Linked DNA regions of Mus musculus: all the other regions are linked to region 2. A link is a contact called in public HiChIP or PLAC-seq and promoter capture Hi-C data. All regions are on one chromosome and are shown on one strand. Each heading gives the region's core, a stretch centred on a gene start, on an enhancer-like site or on the middle of the called end of the contact. The rest is flanking DNA. Distances are from core to core; before and after follow the strand shown. Region 1 overlaps Gm46770 (a long non-coding RNA gene). Region 2 has its middle 28 kb from the start of Gm24221. Region 3 has its middle 33 kb from the start of Cd93. Region 4 has its middle 46 kb from the start of Gm46770. Region 5 holds the start of Cd93 (CD93 antigen).

Region 1 (2,983 bases), core at 25-2,524, 400 kb after region 2:
TGTCACATTCCCAGCTTCTGATTTGGAAACAGGAGGGAAAGAAGGCAAAGAAGTACGTGAGGTACTTTACAAAGATTTCTTTAAAAGTAAAATGAAGCTGGGGAGATGCTGCTGTCAGTAAAATGGCTACTGTGTAATCACCAGGACCTGATGTCAGATCCCCAGCACACAAGTGAAAAGCCAGGCATGGGAACACACACCTGTAATCCCAGCATTGGAAACAGAGGGATCCCTGGAGCTCACTGACTACAGTCTAGCCAAACTGGCAAACTCCAGATTTAGTGAGCAACCCGGCCTCTAGTAATAAGGTGCAGAGAGTGGTTGAAGAAGACACCCAACTTCCACCTCTGACCTCTCTCGATATATACATGTATATGTGCACATAGGCACACATGCATGTACACAGGAACACGGTAATATATGCATACATAAGTATTTATAATGCAGATGCATACAGGCACAGAAGTAATTATAGTCTTAGAAAATTAAACATTAAGATTAACAGAATGCTCCATAGCTTTATAATGGATTTGGCAAATTGAAAAATATTCACAAAACTTTCCATGGAGAAAAATATCATTACAGCATGATTCTCCTATTGCCCCAATTTGCATACATTTACTCTCTCTCTGTCTCTGTGTGTGTCTGTTTCTCTCTGTCTCTCTGTCTCTGTCTCTGTCTCTGTCTCTGTCTCTCTCTCTCTCTCACACACACACACACAGGAGGGAGGGAGGGAGGGAGGGAAGGAGAGAGGGAGGGAGGGAGGGAGGGAGGGAGGGAGGGAGGGAGGGAAAAGAGAGAGACAGAGACAGATATGCATAGGCTAGTTTTCCTGCTAACCCATTTTCAGCCATTGTTGTGAGGATTAGAGTTTGGGTTCATTTCTTCACTTCCGCTGATTTTCCTCCAACAAATGTGCCTCACTTGCATAATAGCTCATGTTTTTAAGTAAATGGAAACAGCTACTCCCTGCTCCCTATCTACCCTAAGTGCTAAGCCTCAGGAATCTGGAACATCCATTTGCCTGAGGGATTGTGCCCAAGGGACCAAACTCATGGTAAGGCATGCAGCTTTCTCCTCTAACCCCACCTCTCCCTATGAATGAAATACAAGCCCAGGATTTCTTAGCCCAGCTGAGTAATCAGTGACGCAAGGGTGACAAGACATGACTCAAAAAGACAGAGAAAGTAGCGTCACTGTGCATGGCCCAGGAAGTTGCCTCAGTCCTCTCACTTGGAGTTCCAGGCGTTTAGGGGTCATGGCTTCTTCCTCTATGCTCCTTTTCTGGGTATGAAGCAGCGGCATGCAGGAAAGCAGTGGTTTGTGGGGAGGTCTAATGACCACAGTAAGCCATACCACAGTCAGTAGTCACATAGACTGACCCAAGTCTGGTAGTCAAAACAAGGAGCAGCAGGCAGGGGCATAGCATAGGGAGGAGGATGCTAGGATTTAGAGTTTCTGAAGCATGTGACATCTGCTATTCTTCTCTTCCTGTCGCCTATTGCTCAATAGTTGCTAAATAAAAGAGCAACCAGATAGGGGTTTCAACTCTGTTGGGTGTGCTCACTTTTTTAGTCATACATGTGGCTTATGGCTGTTGGGTCTTCTTTTGAATGCCCCCCAGAGAAGTGATTTGCTGCCTCATTTTAGAGAGCTGTACCAGTTTTTTGGTTTTTTGCTAGTTTGTTTTTTTGTTTTGTTTTGTTTTTGTTTGTTTGTTTGTTTTTTCCAAAACAGGGTTTCTCTGTATAGTCCTGACTGTCCTGGAACTTACTCTGTAGACCAGGCTGGCCTTGAACTTAGAAATCTGCTTGCCTCTGCCTCCCAAGTGCTGGGATTAAAGGCATGCGCCACCACACCCAGCGAGCTGTATCTGTTTTAAAGAAGAGAGTTTCCTTATTCTTAGAAGTGTGGCCCTTGCAACTGAGCATGTATACAAATCACTGAATTTAGGGTGGGCCGAGGAATTTGCATTTCTCTTAAGTCCCCAGAGAACTGAATTATGTTTTAATATAAAGACTTACATTCTGCATTCTATCCAGCACCACACACTGAAACTACTGATTTCCAAATACCAGTTTAACACTGACTATTTTTCTCTGCTTCCTCTTCATTCTCAAGTCCTGTAGGGAAAAGGCAGAATGCCAAAAAAATAAAGCAATACACAGATGCAAAACAAACAGACATATGTGCGCACACACACACACACACACACACACACACACACACACACATCTCTCTCTGCCCTGGCTTTAATATTAGGGAACACAGGGCAGGTCCTTTTCTGTTTTGTGTTCAGTCTTTTAAACCTGTGGGTGTGCCTCTCATGTCTTCTTTGGCTTTTCTCTTACCAACTGAATAAACAAGATAGGAAGCCATGGCCCAAAGACAACATTTTCTCTTCTGAGGTCCCAGCATACAGGATCTGTGAGCAGAGCTCAGACCACTTAGCAGGCTTATGCTACCTTCCTCACACTGAGGTCGGGTGAAGATGAAGATGGGGTAGCCTGTGCATCCATAAGCTGCACCCAACTTCCTATTAATGGCTTCTTATTTCCACACTGTGACTCCCAAAGGTTCCCATGAGGATAGGGTTGGAGGGCTGAGATCTTGTGGTGTAATCCTACAGTCCATCCCACGAGACCTCAGAATCAACACAGCTGGAGTCTCCCAGCTTTCCATTCGTGTGGACATGTCTGTGCTCCTAGACAAAATGTGCATGGACTGTCACCTTCTCCTACTCTGATAAGGAAGCTACTCATGGAGAGGGACAATCTGGGAGACCAGATACATGTTTTCAGGAGTCCCTTTCAGACATCCTCTGTGAGTCAATCTTTCATGGGAGAACTTCATCTAGATCCAGGTCCCCAGGTGGCAGGCTCTCTGAGGACAGGATTTGTCTCTTACAGTTGCTGAGAGCCCAAGACACAGCTCAATTCAAGGTCCAAGTTATGTGTTCTCCACAGTAATTGAGAGAAGCAAG
Region 2 (2,700 bases), core at 53-2,552:
CCCTTCTCTCTCACCATTGCTCTTCGTGCTGCTGCTGAACCATAAAGTGGACAAGAACTTTATGGATGGTCTTCCTAGGAGGGACAGATGTGCACCGAGTTTCATAAGTGCTAACTACAGTGGAAAGCTAGCACAGAAGAGACATGGGCAAGAAGAGGAGACAATCTTCAGATTGTCCCTACCAAGTGCTGTGGATGGAGGAACACTTCCCTATTTGGGACAGTGATTAAAATAAGTTATTCCCATGCTGTCTGAGAGCTGTGTGTTGCACAACTGGCAAAGAATGAGAACAAGAGCCTGGGGTTTGGGGGAGCTGGCATCTTTATTGAATGTTGTCTTGACCCTCATCTTCCACAGTGGCAGGTGTTTCATACAGACTTACTGTGTACCACTGTGAAGAGGTAGAGTCTTGACATTTAGTTCAGACAGCCAGACCCTTGGCAGTTCCTGTAAATCCAGGCAAAGAATGTCTATAGAAGCCACCTGGTGGATTGGTGAGGATGGGGCTAGGGGGCTCACTTTAGCAACTGCTTATATAGCCTTAGGGGGTCACGACTGCTTTCATACAAGACCACAAGCACCCAAACTTCCATCTCTTGGTGTTCAGATGATCAGAGCTGTGACTGGACAAAGAGCTGGAAGGCCCTGGAGAAGCCAGAGTTCAGACTGACACTCACATGTTCCTGCTTAGGGGAATACATACTCACCACTTCCATCTTCATGTGCTCTGGATCAGTGTGTGCACAGACTCTGAGATAATCAACAAGGGCTTCCTACAAATCCCATCAATCAATAATACTACTGCTACAAGTCTTTCCAGCACTGACAGGAAAAACAAGTCCTGACTCTGGGGGGTATCACAAGGACATTCTCAGTATAAAGTATTGTCAACTCGTGCATCCATGCTAATACAAAACTATCCAAATGCCTTAAAGAAGGTAAACGAGAAATCACGCCCGAGAGCCAACTTCAATGAAGCATAATTTGCAGCAGAGGGCAGCAGAAGACACCGTTTGGAAATTCAGTCTGCAACTGGGCACATCCTTCCCGTGCCACACCAGTCAGACCACACACACACACACACACACACACACACACACACACACACACACACACACACACACACATACACACACACACACACACACACACACACACACAGAGAGAGAGAGAGAGAGAGAGAGAGAGAGAGAGAGAGAGAGAGAGAGAGAGCGAGCAGATCTGTTTGCCAGGGCCTCACCCTTCTTACATGACCACTAGTCACTGGGCTGGTGAGCCACAGCTCAGGTCAGACAAGATGCTTTTCACTGGGGCCATCAGGAGGGTCGGGACAGGACTAAGGCGGAAATAGCTGGTTGGCGGCTCACTTCCCTATCCACGTGACCAGGCAGTGGAGCCCAGATGTTGTTAAGGTGGTAGGCGACCTTGGCTATTGTCCTGGTGCTAATGAGAATGCCTTGGGGTTTAGGCAGCTGCTTGTTTGGAGGAAGACAGAAAACTGTCAACCTGTGATTTCCTCCAGACCCTTAGTCCCTATAGGCAAAAGCCCCGGGTCTCCTCGCTGTGCATGGTTCAGGGGTTAGATGCCATCACCCTGACTCTTCTTAGAGTCCTCTGAAGCTGGGGTGAGTGTGTGATGACACTAACAACCGGGAGAGAAAAGACAGAGTCGGGACAAGCCTGGGAGAAAAAGCAGGCCCCATTGCAAGCACACGTCACTGCTTCTCGTTTCTAATATGTTCCATTAGCTCTCGGTATAATGTTTCCAAATGAGCCACAGCAGGGACTGTGGTACTCTTGTTTCTTCAGGGTTATTGATGAACCCTCTCTAACTTAGCTGTCCCTCTCTTTTTCTACCCCACCCCACCCCTGGTCTTTTCTTTCATTAAGAAATAATCCTATCTTCTTTTGTGACTTGAAATAACATCAATATCCTTAGACATTCATGCTTTTTTATTGCTATTATCTTTCTGTTTTTGAGACAGGACCCCACTCTGTATGTAGCTCGGGCTTGTCTTAGACTGGTAACCATTCTCCTGCTTCACCCTCCCAAGTGCAGGAGCGACCAGGCCTGACTACACCCTGTGTTTATATATTTAGCCCAACTCCTCTCCTAATCTCTCATGATTGCCTTGAAAATCATTCTGGGAAAAAAAAAGTAAATCATTCTAGAAAAATAAGACTAGGATGTTTAAGTATGTCTCAGGGTCATAGCTGATGAAGAATTCTTGTTTTTTAGGCTGGACCTAGTGAACCTTCTCTACACTGGTTAGTGTGAACTCCATCATCTTTCCCCATAACTTTTTATTGATTCCTTGTGAGTTTCACATCATGCACCCTAGCTAGTTTCACTCATCTCTCTCCCCCTGTATCTGCCCTCTGCCCTTGCAACCTCACCCCCCCCCTCCCCAGAAGAAAATAAACACTCAATCAATAAACAAACCAAAACGTCTCATTGTGGGAGCTGTAGTGTGTTGCAGTGCATCCCATAGTATAGCGTTCTATCCACACATCTTCACTTGCCAATGTTCATTGTTCAAGGCCTCTGGCTTCTGCCACACCATCAATATTGGATTCTCACTGGGTCTCCTCCCAGTTATCTCGTTGCTTCCCCTTTTGTGCACCACTAGGGTGAGCTCTTCAGCACTGCTCTGGCTAACCCACCCAAAGCAGACATCATCAGGAGGCAAGGCCATCTCA
Region 3 (2,700 bases), core at 18-2,517, 350 kb after region 2:
TAATGGCAGAGAAGTGATTCTTCCAGTTTACAGTCATGGAAAGATCCTGGAACTAAGTAAAGACAACAGAGCTGGTTTGAGGGAGAAGTCTCAGATTCTCCATACTCCCCACTGAATGGGGCTCACGGGGTAGGTACAGTGATAAGAGCTAGTCAATAAACCCATGTCATTTAGCTTGTTGTGTAAACAACATTGAGATCACTAAATTACTAGTTACTATAATAACTATAAATATAGGCTTCCCTTGATCTCTGTGTTTGAAAATGCCCACAATAAAAATTTCTAATTGAAAAGGAAAGTAGTTGACAACGTTATACCCTAAATGTCTAGATTCTTAGGATTATTCCCTTTAAGATCCCCTGAAAACTTATGTAAACATGAAAAGTAGTGGCAAAATCAGATTGCCGTGAGGAACAAATCTTATGCATCCGAGTGGACTGGGACACATATAACATGATGTGAGGAGCAACAGAATAATGGCCTTTGTATGGAATGAAGCAATGACCATAAAACATTCTCTCTCCACAGACTGTCTGAAGGGCTCTTCCTTCACCACTGTGACATTTACTGCAGCCTGTGGAATAACAGCACATGTCTGTAAAATCTCACTTCAGGATGGAAGGAGTTTCTGTTGAAGCAAAGAGGTGTTCTGGAAAAGTTGTTTGGCCATATGAGCCGAGTGTTGATTCTTATGCTTGCTGCCTTGTCAGCTCCCAGTGGGCAGAAACTGTCATAGACAGGAATGAGCTGCTGTGAGGTGAAGTCGGGGTGCTTGGATTGAGCAGGAAACAACAATAAAGAAGCTCTATATGGGTTTGCTCAACAGCCACTGAGGGAAGGACTCTAGCCCTACTGGCCAGTGATTGACATCAGCAATGGCCCTGGGATAGTTTGATGGACACTTTGCTCTTCTAGTTTTTCCTATGATGCTCACCAGGCCTGCTGATGTCCTCCGCCATGTGACTAGACCTCCAGCAAGGTCACATCTAGCACTGTTTCTCTCTCCCCAGGAAACTGGTGAGGCCCACACAGCAGGGTAGGGAAGATCTTATGATGAGAACCAGAGCTTCAACCCAGAAGAGCAGTGAGAGCAGCAATGACTAATTTGATTATCAACTTATCATGTTTTCAAACATTCATAACAACCATGGGAGGGGGTCCCAACGGTTAGGTCAATCTTATTCAAAGCTGAGGTACTGACGTCTGTAGAAACTATCCTGGGTCAAGGTCATGGTCTGGTGTGATTTGAATTCCAATCGTTTGACTCTGCTCCAATGCTTGATGCATGACTCGTGAAGCAGGTCTAGCCACATAGGACAGACATTCAGAGACTGAGGACAAGACCAAAGTGTTCTGCATATTGCTGGGTTCCAAACAAGCATCATGGCAAGGTTGGTTCTCATGCCCAAGATTCTATTACAGTAAAATATATGAAACACAACTCACTGGAACTTCTTGGAGGAAAGCTTGCTATCCAAGTACCAGCATCATGAGGCTCAGTGAGGACCTAGCTGTTTACTAAGTACAGATCTTGGATTGGGGAGAGGAGAGGGGGCTGTTCACACCCCTCTCCCCCCAAAGCCACATATTCAGAAGACATGATACTAGAGATTGAAATTCCCACTCCTAAAGCTCACATTCTCTACAATTACAAATCTATAAAGTGTAAAATCTCCAAAACCACAATTCTAAAATATTAAAATCCCACACATTGAAATTCCAAAGTCTGAAATCCATCAAACCTCAAGTCCTATGGAGGGGAATCCTGAAAACCATATGACGACAGCAAAATCTCCCTTTCAGAAATGCATCACTTTCTATACTCATGCATCCTTTCTAGCGGCTGAACTCTCAAGAGCATCTAAAAAAACTAAAACTATCTGCCTGGAGAAGCCAGGGAAGCCTCTGGCTGGTTGGAAATGGTCTTGTGCTGGGTAGGGCAGGATGCTGCTTAAAACACACTTCTGGTGTGCTTCACCAGGACTGTGCCCAAGACTTCACCAAGACTGTGACAGATATGAGGACATATAAGAGGGGAGGAAGTGAAGGAGCTCCATGTGACAGAGAAGACAGGGACATTTGATAATGGCTGCAGAGCCTGTCAAAAAAACAACAGCATTTCCACTGTTGCCCAGGGCGTTGCTTTCCCAGCTGTCTCCCTCTTCTTCTGTTTTCCATGGAAACTGAGACTTTGGGAATTTTACATTTGAAGATTACAACATTTTGGACTTGTAATCTACTGGGACTGTGATTTACCAAATTTTAGATTTTAGGGGATTTTGATCATTTCCTATCAGTGCTTATAATTGTGGTGTTCAGGACTTTATACTTCTGGAGTATGACTTATACCAGAGTAGTCCATCATCCTGTAACATTTCCATGAGACAGGTATCACAGACTAAACAGAACCCAGAAGCTCAGACTGTTATAAAATCAAATAAGACTATTAAGAACTCATAAATGCAAAAAATTGTTTTTTTTCATATTTACTTAGGAGTTTACATAGTTTGTTTTATAATAATGGCATTATTATTACTATGTAATAATGACTGATACTTTTTCTGCCAACTCTGGGAAACATGAACAGCCCAGCATGCCAATGAACACAAGGGTCCTGTCCCTAGGACCCTAATTGGGCACAAAGGGGTTCCTATGACACAGTAAAAGATAGGGTTCAGCTAGTTTAGGGATGCCTGACAA
Region 4 (2,758 bases), core at 6-2,505, 490 kb after region 2:
ACCAACACTGGCTTTATTCTCACATAAGAAGTCACCGCTTCTGTTTAGACTATATTGCAGGGCTTAGACAGTGCAACAGGAAGGAAAAGGAAACTGAAGGCCTAAGAGACAGATGGAGGATGCCATCATTTGCAAATATGTATGTTACTAAGACCTCTACATAGTCCACAAACAAATCACTGATAGCCATAAAGGTCCCAGCAAAGTGGCAGAGTATCCAATCACTATACAGATTCAGTTATTTTCTGTATTTTTATAAACAATTTGAAGATGCTTAAACCAATCTCATTTATTTCACAGTGATAAGGAATGAAGCTCATGGCTGGCAGACAAAGATGTAACCAAGAGGTAATACATGTGGAGATTCTCCACAGATACTTAAAAGAACAGCCAAGTTACACTCATACAAGAATTTATCAGGGCCTAGGAAATAGGGGGATTGTGGTATTGCATTATTCATGAGAAGGTCTGATAGAGCAGAACCCCCTGGTGCAAGCTTTCACAAGGCTCAAAGGAGTAGCACAAATTGTGACTAGGGTGTGAAATCCTTACCTGTCATTAGCTGACCCTAGACAGGGCTGTTTTATCTTTACTGTAAATATTACCTGGTTCCTGTAAGTCCTTTTGAAGTCATTCCTTTGTTTTGTGTCAAGTAACTTCAATGTACTTTGCCTGCTGTGACATCCTACCCCCTTTATTTTCTGTATTATATAAGACTGGTATTCACTTTGTGACAAGACATTCATATTCTACACATCTCCTGTGTTGCGTCTGTCTGTCTGTCATTCATTCACAGACTCCTTGTCCACCTGTAACCAGAGACCCATTCTAAGCAGACAAGGGACCAAGAGGGTCTGTGGCAACCAACTGAGTCCCTTGGCATGCCTCTAGGAGACTATTAGGAAACTGAATAAAAACAAAGAGAAACAAGAATTCCAGAGAAACGGAAACTGTGGAGGGGTATTTACTGTCATTGTCACTATTTCAATGACTGTTTCCAGGTGTGGTTCTTCTTAGTAAAGTTTATTCCCACCACATGCACATAAAATAGATGCAAAAAAAAAATTACATTCAAAAGAAGTCCTTTCAAAGGGACACACAATTACTAACCTCTCCTTGTCCATCAGATCTCAATCCTTCTATTGAGAAAATGCTTTTATTTCCCAAGCACATCATGAGTTCAACAGTGGTCCTATGGTTTGAGAGTCCACCAGAACTCATGTGTTGGAATGTTAATTGTTCATCACAGTAGTGCTGGGAAGTAGGAACTGGAGGCAGATGTTTGAGACTTGAGCCAAAGATCAACCAATATATTACGGGCCTTTCCTCTAGAGATTGAGTTGGTTACGGCAAGAGCAGGCTGTCATAAAAATGAGCTTTACCTCCTTGGCTTTCCCTTGCTTTCTGCCCTTGTACCTTCTCCCACTCTAGGTGGATAGCACCTTTAACAAAACTACAGCTCTGCACAGCCAGGAAAAACACAAACAGAACAGGACAGTGAACCTAATCACTAAGGGAACTGATAAAAACCTGGGTAACTATCTATTGTGCCCACTGGAGCATATTGGCTCAATAGAAACTTTGCTCTGGGATGAGTTCCATTGTCTCAAATGAACAATGAGGCAGGGCACGATGGTATACATTTGTAATTCTAGTACTCCCAAGTCTAAGACAGGAATTTTGAGAGCTCAAAGCCAACCTCAGCTACAGAGAAAGATTCTGTCTCAAAAAGAAAAATAATAAATGAACAGATGTGAGCATCACCAACAGAATACAAGATATGGAAGAGAGAATCCCAGGCATAGAAGGCACAATAGAAGACCTTGATACATTTTTAAAAATGTTAAATCTAAAACAATCCCTAACATAAAACTTCCAGGAAATCTGGGACACTATGAAAAGACCAACTTAACAATAATATGAATAGATGAAGGAGAAGAATCCTAGCTTAAAAACTGGCAAAAAAAATATTTAACAAAATCATAGAAGGAAAATTTCCTAACCTTAAGAAGGATATACCTATAAAGGTACAAGAAGCATGCAGAACATCAAAAATATTGCACCAGAAAGGAAAGTCCCCTTACCACATAACAACCAAAACACTAAATATACAGAACAAAGAAAGAATACTAAAAGCCGCAAGGGGGAAAAGCCAAGTAACATATGAAGACAGACCTATTAGAACTATACCAAATTTTTCAAGGGAGACTCTAAAATCCAGAAGGGCCTGGAGAGATGTCTTGCAGCTTCTAAGAGACAATACATTCCAGGCCACACTAATATACCCAGCAAAACTTTTAATCTACATAGATGTAGAAAACAAGGTAATCCATGACAAGGTCAAATTTAAACAATATCTATCCATAAATTCAGTCTTACAGAAGGTACTAGAAGAAAGGTACTCCACCCCAAAGACACTAGTTACACCTACAAAACACAGTAAATGAATAATCTCACACATAAACCAAAAGAAGGGAATTCTCTCTCTCTCTCTCTCTCTCTCTCTCTCTCTCTCTCTCTCTCTCTCTCTCTCTCTCACACACACACACACACACACACACATACACACACACACCGTCACCACCACCACCACCACAACTACAACAACAACAAAACAAAAATTAACAATAATTGGTCATTAATATCTACTAATATCAATGAATTCAATTTCTTTCCCCCAAAACACAGGATAATTAAATGGATGTGAAAACAGGATCTATCCTTCTGCTGCATCCAAGAAATACACCTCAATGTGAAT
Region 5 (3,047 bases), core at 382-2,881, 320 kb after region 2:
GGAGACATCCTTAGAGCCACTAGGAGAACTGGGCATTTCAGTAGGAGGCATAGTACTCTCCTTTCTGTCATCGTTGTCTTCCTTTTGGGGAGGCCTGGCTGGTAGTTCAGAAAACACAGTGCCCCTGCTACAAAAGACCCCATTGGGAGCCAGCTCCCAGCCTGGCGGGCAGCCACACCTGAAGGAACCATCTGTGTTGAAGCACAGGGAATCACATGGATTGCCCCTTGCGTCCGAACACTCATCTATATCCTCACACTGGGTACTGTCTTCCCCAGACACAATATAGCCCTCTTTACAGGAGCAGTAGAAAGAGCCATCAGTGTTGATGCAGCCTTGGGCACAGGGCGAGTTGGCAGCTGCACACTCATCCACATCTTCACAGGCCTCTTCCTTGGGGCCACTGGGTTGGTAACCAACCCAACATTCACAGTGGAAGCTCCCTAGAGTGTTGACACAATCCTGGGCACAGGGGGAGTCCTGGCACTCATCTATATCCACACAGTGCACTTGGCTAGAGTCCAGCTGGTAGCCGCTGGGACAACGGCAAGTGTAGTTTTCACTGAGTGGTACAGAATGGCACATGCCACCTCCTGTGCATGGGTTTGAGCTGCAGGGGTTCCTGGAGGCACAAGTTACTAGATCATCCAGCAGTCGAAATCCAGGCCGGCAGCCGCAGCGGAAGGAGCCATCGCCACCTTCGAAGCAATCCTGCTGGCAGCCCCCGTTGTTGAAACTGCAACCAAACTTGGGGCTGACACAGAGTGGGCCTGAGCTGCCCCAGTGAAATATTCCTGGAGTCTTTTCATTGCATAGGAAATAGTGGGTTTCACTCTTAGCTTCATCCCCACAAGCTACATTGGCTACAGAGGCAAAAGGCACAGCCTCCAGAGAGGAGGTAGTGGCCTGGAAAGGGGTGGTATAGGTCACCCGCCCTGGACCACCCAGCGCCAGTGGCCTACACATGCCTTTGAAGTTGAACTTGCACAGGAAACCTTCAATGCTGTTACCTGGAGCTTCGGGGGTCCCACAGGGACTCTCATGCCACTTGGGCAGATGGCTGGGGTGAGGTGTCAAGGACAGGTCCAGTATGAGGGACACACAGCGTTTAAAGATACAGGAGCTCTTGCTGGCTTTGTACCAGTTTGAATAAGCTGTGTCCTCTCCACCACCCACCCAGCTGAAGCCCCTCATTGGCAAATCATGGTACGTACAGTTGCCCTTCTCTCGCTGGAGCCCGATCCAGAATTTGCCCATCTTTGCTTCCAAGGGTGCCTTGGTCTTCAGGAGCTGAGTCAGGGCTTGCTGAACATGCCGGGCCTCCTCCTCACTCTTCACGGTGGCAAGATTGCCTCCATTCTCATTGCAGCGATGCTGGGCTTCAGCGGCACTCAGCTTGCCCCAATGGGCTGTATAGCAGGCAGTCCCCTCGCACACCACAGCCTGTGAATCAGCAGCAGCCCCTGCCCAGGGCTGGCCAAGGAGCCCCAGCAGCAGGAACAAACCAGTTGAGATGGCCATTCTTCTGTGTCTCCTTCTGGGAGGGGCTAGACTCCCCTGCGGTGACAGCAGCAGCCGGTGGAACCTGGACCTTGACACCAGGCTGTGCTCTGAAGGGAGCAGAGGCGCACTGCTGCTTTCACACTACCACAGCTCTGGCATTGAGAAGGTTACAAAGACTCGCTTTTCACGTCCTCCTGACCCAGGGCGCATCCTGTGCTCTCCTACTTCTTATTTCTCACCGGATGCTGGGGTTTCCTGCCATGAATAGCCTTCTGACTCCTGTTGCCTTCATCACGGTTTTGTTGTTCAGAGGGCAGTCTCTGGCTCAGAGCTGTGGAAACACAGAGGATCCAAGAGATATGGCTGCTTTATTTTGAGTCCGTTCACTTTCCCATACCACAAAGAGCCCCAGTGGCATGCTGTCCAGTGAGCAGAGACTTTGGGGGGTGGGAGGGTAGAGACTTGAAAAGTATCATCCAAGTAACCCATGATAAAATTCCACTTCAGATTGCAAACCACCAGAAGGGAAAGAAAAATATGTGACGCTTGAGACACAAGGGCATGGAAAGATTATAGTTTTCGGCCTTTTTTAGAAGCAAACTGGATCTGCTTTTTTTTCCTATCTTGTACCCTGTCTCTGTTTTTGGAGTCGTTTTTTTCTTTTATTCTTCCCATCATGAACTTTAAATAGACAGGAAGCTTTTAAATAGGATTTTGGCTGTGGGAATTTCTGGGTTTCCAACAATGTCAATCTCCATGAGAATATATATATTTTTTAAAAAGGTGAAAATAGTTTTCAGGGTTTCCTAGTGCACTATAAATGAAGTGTCAGGGTCCCCAAAAGATCAGAAAGATGGGAAAATGAACCTGGCCTGCCTTGTCATATTCCCTAACCCAAGGCTTAGGCGGAGTTCAAAGGCACAGGAGCACAATCAGAGGCTGCAGCTCAAAATCACGATGTAAGAATCAACACCCGGGCAGGCGTTACAGCTCACAGCACCTGGGCCAAGGCCTGTCTCAATCAAAGCTAGCCACTGGAAGGTGGAAACTACGTTTAACTGCCCCTGTCCCCAACCACCACCATATTCTACTTGACCCCAGCTAGACTCAGAGTCTAACACTTTGGAGAAAGTGTTAGATTAAGAGATAAAGGAAAGTAGTAACAGAATGAGGCCACACAAGTGTGCTAATGAGCCCAGCCTCCTAAGATAGGTTAAAAGCCACTTCACAGAGTCATCCCAGTGGAGGCAGGATCCAGCTGAGGCAGGATTCTGGGCAGATCTTGAGCACTCACTCCTCTATTGCTGGCAGCTGGCTACACTGTTCTCTCACTTGCTTTTGAGGTCACTTTGCAATTTCTAGTCTTGGCCTGCCAGATCATATGCCCCTTCCAGAGGCAGGGCTTGACACGGGCAAATGTCCTGATAGATTTTTTGGGGTGGGGTGGGGGGGTGTTTTGTTTTGTTTTGTTTTCTTTATTAGATGCAATTTCTTCTTCCCAAGATGCCCACGGTTGTGAGTGTGGTCGTGACTTGCAAGAGGAA

Evidence for each region. Promoter capture Hi-C pulls out the DNA fragments that hold promoters and counts their contacts. HiChIP or PLAC-seq counts read pairs in DNA pulled down with a chosen protein or histone mark.
Region 1: a contact with region 2 is called in an H3K27ac HiChIP or PLAC-seq map of the NIH/3T3 cell line, with 11 times the contacts expected there. The contact joins two enhancer-like sites. A contact is called at or near these places in 1 of 15 datasets of contacts at CTCF or cohesin (large pre-B cells), 25 of 484 Hi-C or Micro-C datasets (the AML12 cell line, the C2C12 cell line, the HL-1 cell line and 17 more), 7 of 115 datasets of contacts at active chromatin or transcription factors (the NIH/3T3 cell line, cardiomyocytes, differentiating embryonic stem cells and 4 more) and 1 of 9 other capture datasets (embryonic stem cells).
Region 3: an H3K27ac HiChIP or PLAC-seq map of the NIH/3T3 cell line shows a contact between it and region 2, with 7 times the contacts expected there. The contact joins two enhancer-like sites. A contact is called at or near these places in 1 of 484 Hi-C or Micro-C datasets (embryonic fibroblasts) and 2 of 115 datasets of contacts at active chromatin or transcription factors (the NIH/3T3 cell line and extraembryonic endoderm stem cells).
Region 4: an H3K27ac HiChIP or PLAC-seq map of extraembryonic endoderm stem cells shows a contact between it and region 2. The contact joins two enhancer-like sites. A contact is called at or near these places in 1 of 15 datasets of contacts at CTCF or cohesin (pro-B cells), 1 of 484 Hi-C or Micro-C datasets (LSK cells) and 5 of 115 datasets of contacts at active chromatin or transcription factors (differentiating embryonic stem cells, embryonic basal ganglia, extraembryonic endoderm stem cells and 2 more).
Region 5: a promoter capture Hi-C map of hippocampal neurons shows a contact between it and region 2, with 3 times the contacts expected there. The contact joins the promoter of Cd93 here to the enhancer-like site in region 2. A contact is called at or near these places in 5 of 39 promoter capture datasets (the 3T3-L1 cell line, 3T3-L1-derived adipocytes, the SN4741 cell line and 2 more), 1 of 15 datasets of contacts at CTCF or cohesin (the NIH/3T3 cell line), 2 of 115 datasets of contacts at active chromatin or transcription factors (cardiomyocytes and extraembryonic endoderm stem cells) and 2 of 9 other capture datasets (adipose tissue and liver).

Annotation. Positions count from the first base shown.
Region 1 is chr2:148,521,012-148,523,994 of GRCm38.p6, forward strand. The region is part of intron 3 of Gm46770 (a long non-coding RNA gene); the gene reads right to left. Among named protein-coding and RNA genes, the nearest start is that of Gm46770, 40 kb to the right of the region's middle. Within about 2 kb of position 1,275, at least 136 of the 459 cell types and tissues checked have an H3K27ac peak or open chromatin away from gene starts, as enhancers often do. A contact at or near this core is called in the HL-1 cell line, the NIH/3T3 cell line, embryonic fibroblasts and 2 more, where this site is marked.
Region 2 is chr2:148,121,344-148,124,043 of GRCm38.p6, forward strand. No RefSeq gene overlaps it. Among named protein-coding and RNA genes, the nearest start is that of Gm24221, 28 kb to the right of the region's middle. Within about 2 kb of position 1,303, at least 44 of the 459 cell types and tissues checked have an H3K27ac peak or open chromatin away from gene starts, as enhancers often do. A contact at or near this core is called in the HL-1 cell line, the NIH/3T3 cell line, adipose tissue and 5 more, where this site is marked.
Region 3 is chr2:148,475,539-148,478,238 of GRCm38.p6, forward strand. No RefSeq gene overlaps it. Among named protein-coding and RNA genes, the nearest start is that of Cd93, 33 kb to the left of the region's middle. Within about 2 kb of position 1,268, at least 16 of the 459 cell types and tissues checked have an H3K27ac peak or open chromatin away from gene starts, as enhancers often do. A contact at or near this core is called in the NIH/3T3 cell line, where this site is marked.
Region 4 is chr2:148,606,401-148,609,158 of GRCm38.p6, forward strand. No RefSeq gene overlaps it. Among named protein-coding and RNA genes, the nearest start is that of Gm46770, 46 kb to the left of the region's middle. Within about 2 kb of position 1,256, at least 6 of the 459 cell types and tissues checked have an H3K27ac peak or open chromatin away from gene starts, as enhancers often do. A contact at or near this core is called in extraembryonic endoderm stem cells, where this site is marked.
Region 5 is chr2:148,441,904-148,444,950 of GRCm38.p6, forward strand. Cd93 (CD93 antigen) reads right to left here and starts at 1,632. Exons shown (of 2, transcript NM_010740.3): 1 at 1-1,632. The coding sequence starts at 1,521.